Linked DNA regions of Canis lupus: region 2 is linked to region 1. Evidence: chromatin contacts called from public Hi-C data. All regions are on one chromosome and are shown on one strand. The core of a region is the stretch at or near the end of the contact, and the rest is flanking DNA. Distances in the headings are between cores, read along the strand shown. Region 1 holds the start of GNAS (GNAS complex locus). Region 2 holds the start of PRELID3B (PRELI domain containing protein 3B).

Region 1 (2,700 bases), core at 142-2,641:
CGAGAAGTTCCTGACCGACAAGGAGCGCAGGAAGGTGGAGAAGAAGCTGCAGGAGCAGAGGAGGAGAGAGGAGAAGAAGAAGGAGAAGGAGAGGAAGAAGTTGGAGAAGATGCAGAAGAAGAAGAAGAAGAAGGCGGCGGCGCCCGAAGCCCCGGAGGAGGCCCGAGGCCCGGAGGCCGCCGCCGCTGCCGCCGCCGCCGCCACCGCCGACGAGGGCGCCGCGGAGGGCGCCGGCGGGGGCGGCGAGGGCGCCGGCGGCGGGGGCGCGAGTAGGGCCTGGGCCGCGTGGGACACGGACTCGGGCGACGAGGACGACGCCTACTACTCGGCGCCGCGCGTGGGGGGCGTCGTGTGGCGGCCCGGGCCGCTGAAGGCCGGCGCGCTGAGCGCCCACCTGCCGCTCGTGGTCTTCCTGGTCTTCTCGGTGCGCAGCCCCTCGTGGGTGCTCAACTTCCTGCTGCAGAAGCGCACGGAGCAGGGCCGCGGCTGCGGCTTCGTGTTCGGGGCGACCTGCTGCTTCCGAGTGTTCCTGGGCTGCGCCTTCTTCTCCTACTTGGGCGGCCGCGCCAGGCGCAGAGGCCGCGGGCGCTCGGGGGCCGGCGGCGCCTTCGGCTCGGGCCACGGCGCCCGGCGCCGGGGGCGCGACGAGCGGCTCATCTAGTCCGCCCCCCGCCCCCCGCCCCCCGCCACCGCCACCGCCACCAGACACCACCATCGCTGTGTAGTGTGGATTTTTATTGAGTATTTGTGTGTGTGTTTGGACACATTTTCCTTTTCGGTTGCTCTGTCCTTTGGTTCGTGCTCGCCTCGCTTTTTCCACACTCTCCCTGCTCTCTGGCTCTCTCCGTGTCTCTCTCTCTCTCTCTCTCTCTCTCTTTTCGAAAATTTTCCGAAGTCCGGGCTCGGGCTCGCGCTCCCTCCCCTTCCGCCCACCCCGGCCCCTCGGCGGCGCCCGCGGGAGGGGCGGGGAGGGGGGGTGGGGGCGCTCGGCCTCGGGGGCCGCAGGGCTACGCGGCCCGGGGGGTGGAGCGTTGGCGTCGTGCGAGGGGTCGTCACCGGCTCGGGGCCGCCCCCTCTCCCCCCGCGGCCCGGCCCGAGCGGGGCCCGAGCCCGGGGGGCGAGGGGGCGGCTCCCCGGGCCGTCCCGGGCCGGGCGCGGGCGCGGGCGGAGGGACCCCCCTTCCCGGGCAGCCGGGGGGCGCCTCCCTCCGCCAGCTCGCGCCCTCCCCGCCGCCGCGGCCGCCGCCGCCGCCGCCGCCGCTCCTCATCCCTCCTCCTCCTCCTCCTCCTCCTCCTTCCACCCCCCTCGCCGCCGCCGCCTCCTCCTCCTCCCCCCGCCTCCCCCCGCCCGCTGCAAAGCTTTGGGTCGGGGCGGCGACGGGCCCGGGCCGAGGCAATAAGAGCGGCGGCGGCGGCAGCGGCGGCAGCAGCTCCCGCAGCTCCTGCTCTGGTCCGCCTCGGCCCGGCGGCGGCCATCAGCCCCCCTCGGCCTCGGCTCGAGGGGCGGGGAGCTTCGCGCTCCCCTCGGTCCGACCGCCAACCTCCCTTCCCCGCGCGCCCCGCGGCCCGCAGTCCGCCCCGCGCGCTCCTCCCCGAGGAGCCGAGCCCGCGCCCGGCCCGCCCGCCCGGCGCTGCCCCGGCCCTCCCGGCCCTCCCGGCCCTCCCGGCCCGCGTGAGGCCGCCCGCGCCCGGCCCCGCCGCCGCCGCCGCCGCAGCCCGGCCGCGCCCCGCGCCCCGCCGCCGCCGCCATGGGCTGCCTCGGAAACAGTAAGACCGAGGACCAGCGCAACGAGGAGAAGGCGCAGCGCGAGGCCAACAAAAAGATCGAGAAGCAGCTGCAGAAGGACAAGCAGGTCTACCGGGCCACGCACCGCCTGCTGCTGCTGGGTAAGGGCGGGGCGGGGGGCGCCGGCCCCGGCCCGGCCCGGCCCGGGGGCCCCTCGGGGCGCCCCGCAGGCCGCGCGCGCCGAGCCCGCCCCCCGCCCCGGGCGCGCGCTCCCGAGCCCGCCGCCCGCTCGCGGGCCGTCCCCGGGGGGGCGAGGCCGGAAGGGGGACCCCGGGGCGCGGATTCGGCCGGGCGGGGGCTCAAAACGGGGCAGGGGGCCGCGGCGGCGCGGGCGCGGCCCCCCCCCCCCCGGCCCGCCCGTTCTGTCCGTCCGTCCGTCCGTCTCGCGCTCTCTCGCCTCCCCCTCGCTCTCTTTTCCTCTCTCTGTTTTCCGCGAGGCCTACACGACGCCAGGGGTTTGGGTGCATGTTGGGGAGGGGGAGGGGGAGCCCCGCCGGGCTCGGGAGACTGCGACAAAAAAAAAAAAAGAAAAAAGAGGGTTTCGGGGACAGGAAATGGGGTGGCGGGCAGGGGGAGGGGGACCCGCCTCCGTGGGATGTGTGATTTGTTGGGAGAGGGAGAAGAAAGGGGCCGGAGAGGAGGGGGTGACGCGGGGCGGGGGGGACCTCGCCAAGGGGAGGCTTCGGCGGGGGAAGTGGCCGAGGAGCGGGGGGGGGGGGCGGGTGACATCAGCCCCTCGGAAGGGATCGCAGCGGTAAAGGTGGTGCAGTGGGGGGGAGGGGGCGCGGGCGAGTCGTGGCGCCGGAGCGGGGGGGCGGGGGGCGGGAGCGCGGCCGCCGCTGGGCGCGACTCGGTGCGTTTCGGGCAGGACACGCCGTGTGCGCGGAGCAGACGTGTCCCGGGCCGGGTCGGGCC
Region 2 (2,764 bases), core at 65-2,564, 140 kb after region 1:
AACTTCTGAAGCACCGAAATCCACAAGAGGACTGCCAGCAAGACACCATCCATGATCCCGAGGGCCGAAACATAGTAGTAAAGACTGCAACCGGGTAAAGAGAAAGATTGCAAATTTAGAGTCTTTTTTTTTTTTTTTACCCCCAAAGACTGTAAGCATTAGTGAAAGCATTAGGGAAAAAAAGGAATCTTCCCCGAGGCTAACATCATACTTCCCAGGACCCTCCTGGATGGGGCCTGATTCACTGAATACGGAAAAAGCTTCCAACTTCTTTTGAAACTGCCCTTGGAAACATGGTTTTGTTTTGTTTTCTTTTTTTTTTTTTTAAATCAAATGGTCCAGACTAAAACATACTGCAAAGCTATAAAAACTAAACCAGTGTGGCAAGAGCAGCGAGATGGGCGGGACGGAGCAGACGGCTCAAAAACGGACTCAAATGTCAAGGGCAACAGAGCGGAGGCCGAGGGCGGCTTTCAAGTGGAGGCTGCTTCCCCGGAGTAACTTAAACGGATTAACCGCTTCTTAGCGCCCCAAACGCCGCAGCTGCTGGTCCGCGCGGCTGCACGGCTGTTCCCCGCGGGCGGAGCGCCGAGCCAGCAGGAGGGGTCCCGTCCCCGCAACATGGGGAGGCCCAAGGTCGCGGGGCTCGGGGAACCGGACCCGCACCCCGGCTCACCCCGCAGGCACCGCACGCGACGCCGCCCGTGGCTCGGCGGGGACCGCGCGGCCGGAGGTGACACGCACGGGCCTCCCTCCCCGGGCACGGCCGACGACCGCGTGCCGACCCCCCCCCCCCAGCCCGGGCGGCGGGGCGGAGGTCCCAGGCCCTCTCGGGGGGCGGGGGGGAGCCTGGGCCGCAGACTTCGGGTCCCCGCCCCTCCCCCACCTAGACTTCCGGTCCCCGCCCCTCCCCCACCTGGGCTCCGGGTCCCCCTTCCCCACCTGGGCTCGGGCCCCCGCCCCTCCCCCACTTGGACTTCAGGTCCCCGTCCCCCCACCTGGGCTCCGGGTCCCCCCTCCCCACCTGGGCTCCGGGGCCCGCCCCGCCCCCACCAGGCCCGGCGCCTGGAAGCTTCCTGAGGGGCGCCCCGGCCTCGCCAAAACGGCCCGCCCACCCCGCGCCTGCCCCGTGCGCCCCGCCGCCCCGCCCCCCGCCCCAAACTTACTCAAAGACGTGCTCTGAAGTCCAGATCTTCATGGTGCCGGCGGCCCGCGCGGCGTCCGGGCGGCGCTAGGGGACAATGAGGCAAAAAAGCCACACTTGCCCCCGCCCCGCCCCCGCAGCCGCCCCGCCGGCCGCGCACCGCGCACCGCGCACGCGCCGTGGGGCCCGACGCCAGGGACGTCCCGACGCGCGGCCTCACGCCCTATCCCGTCCGGGTGTCGCCCCAGCCCGGCGCGCGGCGCAACGAGGCCCCGCCCCTTAGCGCCGGGCGCAACGCGCCGGCGCAGTTCGGGGGCAGCGCCCGGGGCCGCCGGTGTAGGCGCTGCGCTGTGCTGCGCAGGCGCGGCACGCGGCCGGCTGCCCGCCCCCTCGCGGGCGGCGCGGGGAGCGCGGGGAGCGCGGGGAGCGCTGACCTCTGCGCAGAGTTGGGCCGGGCCCAGCCGCCGGCTCGCGCGCTCCTGCCCTGCTAGGCCCCGCGGGCGGCCGAGGGCGGCAGCAGACCCGCCTGCACCCGGGCCCTGCCGTGCGGCTGCTTGTCTTAACATGGACTGTCGGGCCCCAGAGTGCAATCGGGCGGCCAGCCCGCCCCCTCCCTCTCGGCCTGGGCCGTAGGGCCTCAACGTCGGCCGGACCACCAGCCGGCCCCCTCCTGCCTCTGTTGGGGCTGTGGGGGCCCTGAAGTCATCCAGACGACCAACCAGCCGCCTGCTATCTCAGCATGGACTGTAGGGCCCTCAGAGGCATCCAACCAACCAACCAGCCCCCTCCTGTCTCATCCTGGACTGTGAGGCCCCAGGGTCAGCCAATCACCCAACCAGCCACCTCTTCTCTCTGGTGGGACTGGGGGGCCCCTGAAGTCATCCAACCAACTAACCAGCCGCCTCTTCTCTCTATTGAGATGGTCGGGGCCCCAAAGTCATCCAACCAACCAGCCAGCCCCCTCCTGTCTCAACCTGGACTGTGAGGTCCCCAGAGTCATCCAATCAACCAACCAATAAACCACCCAGCCACCTCCTGTCTCAGCCTGGACTATAGGGGCCCCAGAGTCATCCAGTCAACCAACCAACCAACCAACCAACCAGCCAGCCACCTTCTGTCTCAACCTGGACTGTAGGGGCCTCAAAGTCATCCAATCAACCAACCAACCAACCAACCAACCAACCAGCCAGCCCCCTCCTGTCTCAACCTGGACTGTGAGGGCCCCAGAGTCATGCAATCACCCAACCAACCAGCCAGCCAGCCACCTTCTGTCTCAGCCTGGACTGTAGGGGCCTCAAAGTCATCCAACCAGCCAGCCAGCCAGCCAGCCACCTCCTGTCTCTGTTGGGGCTGTGGGGGCCCCAAAGTCAGCCAGACAACCAGCCGGCCCCCTCCTGTCTCGGCCTGGACTGTGAGGCCCCAGAGTCAGCCAATCACCCAACCAGCCACCTCTTCTCTCTACTGGGACTGGGGGGCCCCTGAAGTCATCCAACCAACTAACCAGCCACCTCTTCTCTCTATTGAGATTGTCAGGGCCCCAAAGTCATCCAACCAACCAGCCAGCCACCTCCTGTCTCAACCTGGACTGTGAGGGCCCCAGAGTCATCCAATCAACCAACC

What was found. Hi-C and Micro-C count contacts between places; a contact is called where the count stands out from the background.
Region 2: a contact with region 1 is called in a Hi-C map of blood, with 5 times the contacts expected there. The contact joins the promoter of PRELID3B here to the promoter of GNAS in region 1. A contact is called at or near these places in 2 of 9 Hi-C or Micro-C datasets (amygdala and blood).

Annotation. Positions count from the first base shown.
Region 1 is chr24:44,386,278-44,388,977 of UU_Cfam_GSD_1.0, forward strand. It overlaps GNAS (GNAS complex locus), which reads left to right and starts at 1,392. Exons shown (of 13, transcript NM_001003263.1): 1 at 1,392-1,886. The coding sequence starts at 1,748. The region is part of intron 1 of LOC119865708 (a long non-coding RNA gene); the gene reads right to left.
Region 2 is chr24:44,531,192-44,533,955 of UU_Cfam_GSD_1.0, forward strand. It overlaps PRELID3B (PRELI domain containing protein 3B), which reads right to left and starts at 1,315. Exons shown (of 6, transcript XM_038572740.1): 1 at 1,167-1,315. The coding sequence starts at 1,198.